4 separate regions of the Sus scrofa genome follow, and regions 1, 2 and 3 are each linked to region 4. A link is a contact called in public Hi-C, HiChIP or PLAC-seq and promoter capture Hi-C data. All regions are on one chromosome and are shown on one strand. Each heading gives the region's core, a stretch centred on a gene start, on an enhancer-like site or on the middle of the called end of the contact. The rest is flanking DNA. Distances are from core to core; before and after follow the strand shown. Region 1 overlaps TEX33 (testis-expressed protein 33). Region 2 holds the start of TST (thiosulfate sulfurtransferase). Region 3 holds the start of EIF3D (eukaryotic translation initiation factor 3 subunit D). Region 4 holds the start of NCF4 (neutrophil cytosol factor 4).

Region 1 (2,916 bases), core at 89-2,588, 220 kb before region 4:
CCATATGCAGCGGGGTGCAGCCCTAAAAAGACAAAAGACAAAAAAGAAAAAAACCAAACACACCAGATCCTTAGCCCACTGCACCACTAGGGAACTCCCCACTCCAGATTATTTTGAAGCAAATTCCAGGCTTCTTACCATCCGTTATCTTTCTTTCTTTTTTTTTTTTATTAATTTATTTTTTTCCCACTGTACGGCAAGGGAATCAAGTTATCCTTACATGTATACATTTTTTCCCCTACCCTCATCCGTTATCTTTCCGTTATTATGTTTCGTTTCTGAAATTCCATTAAATGCACTTATTTTATGGTCTGTCACTGATCATTCAAATCCCTGTTATTTCTGGAATTTGGTGCTCTGTTTGATGATTCTGCTGACTATTGATTTCCTGTGTGTGGGTTTTAACTTTACGCACAGACATAAACATTGTCTGAACATACAGGTATCAATTGCCGCATGCCAGATGCTCCAACTAATGTACTCTTCTCAATCTTTTTTCGGTCTTTTTAGGGCAGCATATGGAAGCTCCCAGGCTAGGGGTTGAATTGGAGCTATAGCTGCCAGCCACAGCAACGTGGGATCTGAGCTGTGTCTGCAACCTACACCACAGCTCTCGGCAACGCCGGATCCTTAACCCACTGAGTGAGGCCAGGGATCGAACCTGTGTCCTCGCGATACATGGATACTCGTTAACCACTGAGCCACCACGGGAACGCCTAATCTTCTCAGTCTTGAAAGTACATGTTATTCCTTCAAATAGATGAAGCGATCAAAGCTCTGAGAGGTTAGAATCTTATCTGAGGCCATACTGTCCAGAAATGATGGAGCTGGGGTTTGAACCCAGGCTGGCTTCCCTCTGCCTCACCCTCCCCATTCCCTTGGCCTCTCACAATCCACCATCCCTAGAGGAAATTGACACCCAGGTACGACCCCTGGAGTACCTGCCCTCCGTCGACTCAGGGCTTCTGGGAATGTCTTCACGGGGTCCCACAGGGGCCCCTCAGGAGACGAAGAGCCTCATGAAGGCCTCCTACACCCCGGAGGTGATTGAGAAATCAGTGAGAGACATAGAACACTGGCACGGCAGGAAGACGGATGACCTGGGTAGGTAGGAGCTGTGGGGAGGGGAGGTGGGCACTCCCTGCGCAGGCGTATTGGGCCCAAGGTCCAGAGGGGAAAGCCCAGCTGGTGGGCTTTTGGAAGACACTTGGCCACCAATGGAGCTTGGCTATTCCAGAGGGCCTCTGGGTGACCTGTGCTGACACCTCCCTTGCTCTCTGCAGGACGGTGGCACCAGAAAAATGCAATGAACATGAACTTGCAGAAGGCATTGGATGAGAAAGAAAAGAGCAAAAACAAGAACTCGAAGTAGAAGATTAAACCGAGAAGCGGTGCCCTCCGCTCAGAGAAAGGGCCAACAATAAACACACACATCGGCACCTTTGCCTCTGCTTGGCTTTCTTCCGGGTGGGGGTGGGAGAATGCGCAGGGTTGTAGAGACCAAAAGAGGGAGCAGAGGAGCCCTGAGGACCCCAACCCCCCCGGGCCCTTCCCCCTAAACACACACACACCTTCCCCCTATCATTCTAGGAAAGGATGTGAGAGCTGAGGAGAACTCTACCCAAGCCCAGGACGCCTTGCCCCGTGTGGAGGGCTCTGATAGTGGAAACTGCTGGATTCTACCCTGTGGGACCCTCCGCAGCAGAATCTCAGTTATTTCCAGATGTCTGTTCTTTCCCCAAGAGGCTTTGGACTTGGGAGAAACTGGCCATAGCCAGCTCCCTTGCAGAGGTAGCTTGGATTTGTCTCCCATAATTCTAACCCTGCCCCCTACACGCAAAGTGATTGGTTCAGAAAGGGGCATGTGACTCGACTTAGGCCAATGAGATGCAAGGAAAGTGTGGGGTATACTGAGAAATTCTGGGAGTTTTGTTTTGTTTTGTTTTTTGCCTTTTAGGGCTGCACTTTGGGCATATGGAAGTTTCTGGGCTCGGGGTTGAATCAGAGCTGCAGCTGCTGGCCTACCGCACAGCCACAGCAATGCCAGATCAGACCCCCAGCCACACCTACACCACAGCTTGTGGCATTGCTGGATCCCTAACCCACTGAGTAAGGCGAAGAATTGAACCCGTGTGCTTGTGGATACTAGTCAGGTTCTTAAGCCACTGAGCCACAACTGGAACTCTCTCTCTTTTTTTTTTTTTTTTTTCTTTTTTGAGAAATTATTTTTTCCACCAGGAAAACTTGGGAGCATTCTTGCTCCTGAGCAAGGAACTATGCAGCATAGGCTGTTCGGGCAGATACCCAGTGACAGGAGGAACTGGTGTCCCTGCAGTACAATCTGGGTCTCCCACGACCTCACTGAGCTGCTCCATCCTCCTGGCCAGAAGCCCTTTCCCCTGATCTCCGAACTTTTTTTTTTTTTTTTTTAGGGCCACACCCAAGGCAAGTGGAAGTTCCCAGGCTAGCGTTTGAACCAGAGCTTACAGCTGCTGGTCTACACAGAGTGGCATCTGTGATCTATACCACAGCTCACTGAACGAGGCCAGGGATCGAACCTGCGTCCTCATGGATGCTAGTCAGATTCGTTGGCACTGAGCCACAAAGGCTGCTCCTGGGTACCTACGTTCTGCCAGACTCTGTTCTTGTGCTGGCAAAATGAGACATCATCTTTATTGAGGAGCTCCTATCTGCTCTTCATAGGTGGCAACTGAAAAAACGAGCCACCTCAAGGACGGTAGATAAAGCAGACCCCACCCCCTGCTGCCGTAGCAATTATAACATGCCAGATGCTGATGATGCCGTGCCAAATGCTCTACACACACCGTGTTATTGCAGCCTGACACCATTCTCAAGGCTATTAGCCTCCTCTTTATGAAGAGGGGGAAACAGGCTTGGAGAGGCCGAGGAGCTCGC
Region 2 (3,179 bases), core at 581-3,080, 240 kb before region 4:
AACCACAGCAGCCTTTGCCCCTCGCCATTTTGGGGGCTCCTTGACTTTTGCTCCCAAGGATGAATTTAGAGTGGAAAGAAGCCTGATTTGGAAGTCAGAACCCCTCCAAAGTCAGTACAAACCCCACTCCCCTGCTTAAAAGTTGTGCAAGGGCAGGCCTGTCTAGAAGCTTAGCATTTCAGGCTTGGCGGGGACTGCAGAGGCCTGAGGTCACCCTGCCTCACCTGCCCCGCTGGACTGGCAGTTCTCATAAAGGACTGTGGGAGGCAGAGGCGGGTCTGGGAGAGCAGGCTGTGTGTGTCACTGAAGGGCGGGGACCAGGTCCCAGTGTGCTTGGCAGGCCTGGACGGCTGTAGGTGGGACTGCTCGCGGGGGTTAAGGACGCCAAGACAAACGGGACAGCCCCAGACCCATCTTCGGAGTGTATACAAACTATACTAGAGGAAGTGTGAGCCCCGGCCTGCTGTCTGGGGTGGGCCCAGGAAGAACAGGGCTCCAGTCAGACCGGCCCTTCTCCAAGGGCCTCCCCAGCACACTCTCTCCCCCAACTGCAAAGCACAAAGCTCAGAGGATGACCTGGCGAAGGACCAATTTTTGCCACTTTTGGTGAGAATATAATTGCCTCAGAATGAAAAGAATGTTTCAAAGGGGGATGAGAGGAGTTCCCACTGTGGCACAATGGAATCGGTGGTGTCTTGGGAGTGCTAGGAGGCAGGTTCCATCCCCAGGCCAGCACAGTGGGTTAGGGATCCGCTGGGGCCACAGCTGCAGCTTAGGTTGCAACTGTGGCTTGGATCTGATCCCTGGCCAGGGGAACTTCATATGCCACCAGAAGGCTGAAAAAAAAAAAGAAAGAAAATAAAAGGGAGATGAGAAAAGTATTCCAGGCACATGTAACAGCATATGCAAAAGTCAGGGGCAGGAATTCCCTTTGTGGCTCAGCCTTAAGGAACCTGACAAGTATCCTTGAGGCTGCAGGTTCCACCCCTGGCCTTGATCAGCGGGTTAAGGATCTGGCATTGCCATGCGCTGTGGTGTAGGTCGCAGCTTCTGCTCGGATCTTGAGTTGCTGTGGCTGTGGCATAGGTCAAATCACAGCTCCAATTAGACCCCTAGCCTGGGAACTTCCATATGCTGCTTTTTGGCTAAGAAACCAAAAAAAAAAAAAAGAAAAAGAAAGAAAGAAAAAAAGTCAGGGGCAGTGGTGTTCCAGCAGTTAACACACCCATGCTAAAAACATTAATTTACGTAAAGATTGAATACAAATGCAGGTTTTTTGTTTTTTTGTGTTCTGTTTGTTTGTTTGTTTGTTTGTTTTAAGCATAAGGCTTCCGGGATGAGCAAGATACACAAAAGCAGCCCTAGGAGTTCCGTCGTGGCTCTGTGGTTAACGAATCCGACTAGAAACCATGAGGTTGCGGGTTCGATCCCTGGCCTCGCTCAGTGGGTTAAAGATCTGGCGTTGCTGTGGCTCTGGCGTAGACCGGTGGCTATAGCTTCGATTGGACCCCTAGCCTGAGAACCTCCATATGCCACGGGAGCGCCCCAAGAAATGGCAAAAAGACAAAAAAAAAAAAAAAAAAAAAAAAAAAAAAGCAGCCCTAGCCTCCTGAGCTTAAGATCCAAGATTAACGATAGCCTGGTCTCCGCCTCACCTCGTGTGCCCCTGGGCAACCCGCTGGTTCTCTCTCTTTGGTGTTTAAATTAAGTTTCTGACCTACTCCGCAGGGCTGTTGTGGGAAGTGACACCCGCAGGGTTGTTGTGGGAAGTGACACCCGGGGGAGGAGCACCCTGCGGAGTTCCTCACCAAGCAGGCCTTGACAAATGTTAGTTTCCTTTCGCTCCAGCAAGTTCTTTGCCAGTTTGTCCTCCCCGGAGCCTCTGGGTCAGCTGGCCTCCTCTCCCAGGCTTCTCCGGCTTTATGAGCCCTACTCCCTCCCTCCTACCCTCTCTGGTGGCACCAGGTGACACCATCCTCCACAGGTCCCCCTCCCGCGGCCACTCAGCCCGACCCCATTCTGCCGGCCTCCCCCAGCTGCTGCGGACAGCCATCCTGAGGGTGAAGCCAGGGCCGCGCCTTCCCTGCTAGGCTGCAGCCCCCAGCTCTGCTCTGGCCCCGGGGCGGCGGGGGGACGTCCCAGGCTGAGCATCCGGACGATCGAGCTCCCTCTAAAGAAAGGCAAGCGCCACGCCGCCCCCGCAGTCACCCGAATCTCGGGATCCTGGCTTCCGGGCTCGGCCATTGCCCGGCGCAGAGCGCCCCCTCCCCGCGCCCGCAGCTGTCCCCTCCTCCCGTCACCAACCTGCTGCCGGCCAAAGGGAGGAGACAACGGCACAGCCCACTGCTGCGGCCACTCGGAGCCCGGGCTGCCGGCGCCTTCCACTGGCCAGGCGGGAGCGGGGGAGGCCCGAGCCGCCGAGCCCTGCCCCACGCCCCTTCCGCGCCGCCCACCGCCCGCGGCGGATCCTGGAGCATCTAAGAGGCGCTGCGAGCCGGGCGGGTGGCCGGGGGACGGACGCGGCGCCGCGGCGGGAGCGCGGAGCTGGGCGAGGGGCGCACGATCCCCCCTGCGTGGAGGCGCAATGGAGTGGGCCGGCCGGGGAGTTGAGGGCTCCGGGTTTGAACCTGCCAACTTCTCCAGCGGGCAGGGGCGAGCGCCAGGGCGGCGGCGAGGGCGAGTGAGTGCGGCGGGGTGGGGCGGCAGCAGACGCCCGGGCCGCCCGGAGTTGGGCCGCCGGCCGGACCACCTGCCACCCAGGGGAGGGTCCCGGTGGGGAGAGTGGGGCGGTCTGCCCCAAGCACCCTGGCCCCAACCGGGGCAGAGGGCACCGGGCCGGGCTGGACTGGGGCGTTCGGGAGGCGGGCGAGCCCATGTTGCTGAGAGGCCGCAGGAAGGTTTGCTAGACGCGAGGCGCGGGTGCGTGCAGGGCTCCAGCGAACCGTCCCCATGCAGCCACTCTCCTGCAGTCCCAGGAAGGGGGCTTTAAGCCCAGGATGCCTTCTCCCGTCAACCTGGGCACCTTCAAACAAGATCTTGAGGGCGAGGATTGCAGCTTGTAGGGCCAGACACCCTCCCTTAGAAGCTCTCGCCCCACCTCTTTCTGCGCGGGAGGGGGCGCAAGGAGACGCGGAAACAGGCTTTCCTTAGGGAACCTACAACCCTAACCCCACCGCACG
Region 3 (3,162 bases), core at 164-2,663, 220 kb after region 4:
TTTGACCACCCTGACAAGAAGGAACCCTAGAAGGACAAGAGTGGACACTGGGAGTCCAAGCATGAAGCTGGAGATGATGGGGGAAAGTGGCAGCGTTCAAGATTTTTCTTTTCTTTTTTCTTTTTTTTTTTTTTTTTTTTTTTTTTTTTTTTTTTTTTTTTTTTTTTGGCTGCACCTGCAGCATGTGCAAGTTCCATGACCAGGGATCAAACTCGCACCACAGTAGGGATCTGAGCCACAGCAGCAACCATGCCGGGTTCTTAACCCACTGTGCCACCAGGGAACTCCAAAATGTATTTTGAAGAATAAAGAGGACTTATTGAAGGACTGAATGTGGTGGAAAAGGGAAAAGGAACTACCAGTGATGACTACCACATTTTGCAATGAGCACCATTCCATGGGTACCATGAACAAAAATTAGAAAAACTAGAAGATGAGGAAGATGAACAGATCAGGAAAGAACTGTGGAAACACATGCTGCTATTACCATTTGCATTTTACAGGTGAACAAGGTTTAGAGAGATCTAGAACCTATCCAGGTTCTCCCGACTAGTAAGTGGATTCTTCAGTATTTTCACATACATTTATTTTTACCTTCACTGTACCCTCTTATTTTCATCTTCAATTTACAGATAAGGAAACTGAGACCCAGAGATGTGAGGGCTACACAGCTAGTAAGTGGCATGGCCGTGACCAGTTATCAGATCTAATAGCAGATTTATTTTCCAATAAAGAAGACATGCTGAGAGACTGATAAGGAAACTTGGGAGACCAGGTAGAAAAAAATCTGAGGTTTGAACAAAAATCACATGCTCAGATTTTCTTTTAATGTTTTGAAATTCCCCAATAAGACTCCAGAACAAACTCGGTAAGCTGGGAGTTTCTAAAAGGACAGCACCGTACAAGGAGATCCTGCTGAATAGCATTGAGAACTATGTCTAGATACTCATGTTGCAACAGAACAAAGGGTGGGGGAAAAAATGTAATTGTAATGTATACATGTAAGGATAACCTGACCCCCTTACTGTACAGTGGGAAAAAAAAATGAATAAATAAAATAAAATAAAATAAAAAATAATATGTAAAAATGCCATTGTAGGAAAGTGGTTCCTGAGTCACCACTTCAGAATCACAGCTGCTAATAAAAATGCAGGTTCCTGGGCTCCATGGACGTTAGACCCAAAATCTACATTTTTTTCAAATTAACACTCCAGAAATCTTTGTCGAATTATAAGGTTTGACAACCGTAGAGGTATGGTTTAAACCCAGGCAGCCACCCTCCACACTAGCAGTGTGATCTTACGAGGTCACTTTGCATCTCCTGGCCTCAGCTTCCGAAACCGTGAAAAAACCAGGAATCACGACAAAATCTGCCTGAGACGCTCGACCTCCCCCTAGCGGGGAGAATCGAAACACACCAGCGCTAAAAGAAGGTAGGAGCCTGGGGTCGTTGCGGGACACAGAGAGGCCGAAGCGTCCCGCGAGGCATTGTGGGACATAAAGGCGCTGTCAGCCACTCGCCACCTCCAGCTTCAACTGAGAGCCGCCACGTTTTAAAAAACTTGAACGCCTTCTCGGAGCGTCCCCGGATACCCCATGACGTAACGGCAAACATCCTCTGGAGTCTTGCAGCCTCGGAGGCTAATAAGAACACCTCGAAAAGAACACCGATATACTTCCGGGTGTGCCTTCACTTTACGACTCGTGCGTTCCGCCGCCGAACCGGAAGGAAGCTGGCGAGCTATTTACGACATAGCGGGTCGTGTTTACGGCACCGGCCGCTGCGCGCGCATCTCTCCTCCTTTCCCGATTCCTTGAAACGCAGGCTGTGGCGCGGTCTCCGGCCTGCACTATCTCTCGCCATCGGGGCCGGCTAAAGCCGTTGCGGGTGAGTGTCGTGTTCCGTACGGTCCTGCGGATCTCCGGAGCCGACTTGGGCTGCGCCTGGCCTTCCGGGGGGGCTTACCGGAAGAGACCTCTGTACACCCCCTCCTGCTGCCGCTGTCCTTCCACGGGCGGGACAGGTATCGGCCTTCGGGGCCGGACCCAGTGCGGGATGCCGGGCAGTTCCCTGAGGTTGTGGTCCCTGGCCCCAGATAACGCTTAGCGGCCAGGGGGTGGGCGAATGTGATCATATTACTTAACCCAAGTGGGTCTCAGGATCTTTTTAAAGTGGCCCATGGCTCCCTGAGTTTTTATGAGTGAGGTATTGGGGGTGCCAAACCGAGCGGTGTTCGGCCCTGCTCTGAGGAGTTCACAGTCCAAGTTCTCTTACTTTTGTGTGAAATGGAAGTCTAGGATGGAGTAGCGTGATGTCTGATCTGAAACTCCCTACTTTCCAGCAATTGGTGACCGCAGTGGCCGCGAAAACGTACACAGTACTGGGGCCTGCCGGCCACAAGGCCGCCTCTGACTGCCCTGTTGGTGCCTCCTCATCCTGCCTCTGTAGCCAGTACAGCTGTCACTCCCTTTTAACTGAAAGGCTTAGTTTCTCCTGCTGGTTCCATTCTGCTCATTCTTAGATTACGTGTGTTGAAACCAGGTGACTTCTGCCCCCTGGAGAAATGCTGTCAAACCTTGGGCCTGTTTTCCATGAGCTCTGCCAAAACAAGGAGACTTTTTTTTTAAGTGTGTTTGGAGATACTGCCTTCTTGATACGGCCTGAAACCCCAGATCTTTTCAGACTGCTTTTCAGCTATAAAATCATGGGAAGAGCCTTGGACTTGGGCAGACAGCCTTAGAAATCAAATCCATTTTGAAATGATGGGCAGATCAACTGCTCGATTTGGCAGAACTGCCCATTTTTATCCCTAAAATGGGGGGAGAGGAGGTGGGGGGTTAGTGGTGTAGCATCTGACATGTTGTAGGAGCTTGAATTGAGACCATCACCCCTTCACCCGGTCCACTTTCTGAAGTACAATTTAAGTTCAAGTTGGAGGACAGTGCTCCTAGGTTCATTCCCTGTCTCCCAAGTGTCACTTCTGTAGGAAGCCTTGGTTTTCCCACATGGGAAGGAGGAAGAGAGTTTTCTAAATTTAGTACCCTGTGCTCTTTGATTGTTTTCCAGATGCCAAAAAATACTTGTATAATGAATTTTCCCCTGGGAACTGAACTTCTGAACATTTGCAGAGGATTACAGTGGGTGGTAAATGCCTATGCTTT
Region 4 (2,892 bases), core at 183-2,682:
ACAGATGGGGAAACTGAGGCTCCCAGATATATCTCCCCCAAATGTGTTTCAGCATCTCAGCTCCATGGAGCTGCCTCAAAGAGTGACTTACTCAAGAGGGCCTCTGAGGGATTAATTAGCAGGGCAGCCTGGAAGCGGGGCGGGGGCAGAAAGACCAGGCAGAGGCTTTCTGACTCACCGAGGCCTGGGGTGTCTGAGACAGACTTGCATGATGTTTCCAAAGAAGACAAGTAGGTGAGGGGAAGGCAGGAGACACATCTTAATCACAATACCAGGAATGAGTCCCAAGGAAAGAAACTTCCAGGCAGCTTGCTCTGTTTCACTCCCAATTCAAGGCTGAAGCATCCACAGAAATGTGTGGAGTGTATGTGTGTTCATGGCCCAGCGCAAGGCTGGTAGCCACAGGGAGACACTGAGCAGGTGAGGCAAGTTCCAGGTAACTGAAAGGCCTGTGATGACAAACCCCCGGGGGCAGGCACCTTCACTGAGGGCATCTTCCTGCTCAGCACCAGCCATCCCAGGGGGCCCCAGCAGAGGCAGAACAGGGGTGCCTGCACCTGGCATACGGCAGTGATGATCAATGAAATTTGTCCAGATGAATCTCTTCTCATTCATCCATTCCTCACTGTTGAGCCCCTACTATGTTCCAGGCACTTACAGACCTTCTTTTGAGCGTCAGGACAACCCCAGGAGGTGGGTTCCACTAGCCCATTTTTAACGAGGAAACAGGCTCAGGGGCGAGGCGATGTGCCACGATGGTCACCAGGTCAGGAAGACGGCGGCGGCAGTGATTTCAGTCTGAGGTTCCTCTTTCAGCAAGAGGAGCCTCCCCCAGAAAGTCAACAGACATCCTCGGAGCCTCCCTGTGGGATGGGGAGTGTCCTGGGGCTGGCTTTCATTCGATGATGTGCGGTATGTGATATATTCTCCATTTTACAAGAGGGGCTGGACTCAGGAAAGTAGGGCTTCAAGTGTCTGAGTCCCGCTGCTCCCCCACATTAAACTCACTTGTTCTCTCTTTGTCCACAGACATCACTTTCAACACTTTCCTATTTTACATTTTAAAGCATGACATTCTCGGGCTTTAAAAATCAGATTTCCCTGTGAGATGCGAGCCAAGGACTAGATTTCTTGATGCAGCTTACGTCGCTCTCCCCGGAATCTGGGACTTGAGGGGGCGACAAGAACCTCGGCCCAACAGAGCGGGTTCAAAGTTCCGCTTGGGCAACTGCACCTTGTCCACTGCGCAGGCGCCGCTCCAGTCTCCCGCGCTCCCAACTGGCCCCCTCCGTGGGCGAACCCACTTCCAGAAGGGGAGGAGGGTACGCGTTCCTCCCGAGATGGTCCAAGCCAGCCTCTGGCCAATCAGAAAGCTGCTTTTATCACCGCTTCTGGATATAAGTTGTTGGAGCTGTTTTTCCCTGAACTTTCCAGAGGTGAGGGGGCGGGAGGTGGAGATGATTGACATGCTCTACAACTATTAGCCAAGCGAGAAAAGTTTGAAGAGCAGATACTGCTACGAATTACCTGGCGAGAAAGGGCTGTTATCCCCGCCCCTCCTTCCCACTGGTCTTCGGGAGCTTTCGGGTGTGGGAGCTTTTGGTGGCAGCCAATCCACAACCAGCAAGGAGGAGGAGGAGGAAATAGAGAAGGCGGGGCAGGCGGGGCATGGTTGCCCGAGAAGCCCATCTGTTGCGGTTCTGGGGGCGGGAAGGTTGCTGGATCACTATTCCTGCTTCCCACTAACTGGAGCTGTGCCTGGGACGGGATCCGAATCGCCTCGCTGGCATCTTCCAGGTTACTCTCTGAGACCTTGAACTTGGCCCCATCTGGCGATCCTCCGCGCCCTGCCGCGACCCTAGTGCCCGAGAACTGCCCGCGGGCTGCCCAGAGGGTCGTTGTCCCCACCGCCGCCACAGGACCCTTCAGCGCCAGCCTTCCCCACTCCCCTTCCCAGGCAGGGCCCCCCAACGCCTCCAGCAGCCTCTCTTCCGCTGTCTGGTCCGCGGAGGTGATTGGTTACCATGGTGAAGCTGGCAGCGAAATGCATCCTGGCAGGTGAGTCTGAAAACTTGCGGATGAATACAGTCGACGGAGGCCAGAGAGTTATCAAGAGTTTTTGTTCATGTAAATTGGCTACTCTCTTTCCCTTTCTCTCTTCCAAAGGCGAGTTAATGCAATTACTGATAGAGTAAATTCCATTAGGCGTAGACGAATTATCTTCCACAGCACATTTGTAGCTCCAGTTGCTTTTCCGCACTCCCTGTCATACTCTGAGACCACTGTCACTAATTTGAGCTGTGCTCAGAAGGAGTAGACTCGCTAAAAAAAATAAGGCTAAGCTCACCCCAAGTGCTTCAACTAAACCATGTCCTGTACCCCGAAGTTAGGCATCAGTGACGTGATGGTCTTATGAGATTTTTTTTTTCCTGAACCCATTCCTCTCAAAACGGGGATAGGAGGTAGTCATGTACAGTTGAGCAGAGTCTGCAAAAGTTATGTGTGTTGTCTTTAAGACCCAGAGTTACTGTGCTGCCCCACAAGCAGGAGGACATAAAGGACTCTCCCAAACGTCAGAATCTCTGTTTTCCTGACTGATACATCCCAAGCACACAGAACAATATCTGGAACATAGTAGGTACTCACTAAATATTGGTAGAATGAATGAAAATGTGACATGCGCATTTGTAGTATTTCTGCTCATTTCGAAAACATTTGCCATGATTATGGACCTGCGACCAAGGAGCATGTATGTACTTTCCTGAGTCCTTACTGCATGTCAGGCAGGTGTATTTCATTTCATCCTCTCCCAGGAGGCAGCACACTGGGTTAAGTGCTGTGCTCGTCTGACCTTACTGTGGCCCAAGGTCACCCCTAGCAAAGGAAGGTCAT

Evidence for each region. Promoter capture Hi-C pulls out the DNA fragments that hold promoters and counts their contacts. A called contact is a pair of places that touch in the nucleus more often than the background predicts. HiChIP or PLAC-seq counts read pairs in DNA pulled down with a chosen protein or histone mark.
Region 1: a promoter capture Hi-C map of liver shows a contact between it and region 4, with 2.5 times the contacts expected there. The contact joins the enhancer-like site here to the promoter of NCF4 in region 4. A contact is called at or near these places in 1 of 5 promoter capture datasets (liver), 8 of 47 Hi-C or Micro-C datasets (alveolar macrophages, brain, embryonic fibroblasts and 4 more) and 1 of 2 datasets of contacts at active chromatin or transcription factors (skeletal muscle).
Region 2: a contact with region 4 is called in an H3K27ac HiChIP or PLAC-seq map of alveolar macrophages. The contact joins the promoter of TST here to the promoter of NCF4 in region 4. A contact is called at or near these places in 2 of 5 promoter capture datasets (both in liver), 1 of 47 Hi-C or Micro-C datasets (liver) and 2 of 2 datasets of contacts at active chromatin or transcription factors (alveolar macrophages and skeletal muscle).
Region 3: a Hi-C map of liver shows a contact between it and region 4, with 4 times the contacts expected there. The contact joins the promoter of EIF3D here to the promoter of NCF4 in region 4. A contact is called at or near these places in 7 of 47 Hi-C or Micro-C datasets (alveolar macrophages, brain, embryonic fibroblasts and 4 more) and 2 of 2 datasets of contacts at active chromatin or transcription factors (alveolar macrophages and skeletal muscle).

The regions. Positions count from the first base shown.
Region 1 is chr5:10,774,798-10,777,713 of Sscrofa11.1, forward strand. TEX33 (testis-expressed protein 33) reads left to right here. Exons shown (of 5, transcript XM_013997541.2): 4 at 994-1,104; 5 at 1,284-1,439. The coding sequence ends at 1,372. Among named protein-coding and RNA genes, the nearest start is that of TEX33, 8.2 kb to the left of the region's middle. Within about 2 kb of position 1,339, at least 7 of the 83 cell types and tissues checked have an H3K27ac peak or open chromatin away from gene starts, as enhancers often do. A contact at or near this core is called in liver, where this site is marked.
Region 2 is chr5:10,747,434-10,750,612 of Sscrofa11.1, forward strand. It overlaps TST (thiosulfate sulfurtransferase), which reads left to right and starts at 1,831. Exons shown (of 3, transcript XM_005663810.2): 1 at 1,831-2,180. MPST (3-mercaptopyruvate sulfurtransferase) reads right to left here and starts at 2,393. Exons shown (of 3, transcript XM_021091532.1): 1 at 2,305-2,393; 2 at 1-836. It overlaps MIR9819 (microRNA 9819), which reads right to left and starts at 2,177; the gene lies at 2,080-2,177.
Region 3 is chr5:11,211,899-11,215,060 of Sscrofa11.1, forward strand. It overlaps EIF3D (eukaryotic translation initiation factor 3 subunit D), which reads left to right and starts at 1,414. Exons shown (of 15, transcript NM_001244723.1): 1 at 1,414-1,888.
Region 4 is chr5:10,992,570-10,995,461 of Sscrofa11.1, forward strand. NCF4 (neutrophil cytosol factor 4) reads right to left here and starts at 1,433. Exons shown (of 12, transcript XM_021091535.1): 1 at 179-1,433. It overlaps IFT27 (intraflagellar transport protein 27 homolog), which reads left to right and starts at 1,613. Exons shown (of 7, transcript XM_021091536.1): 1 at 1,613-2,058. The coding sequence starts at 2,025.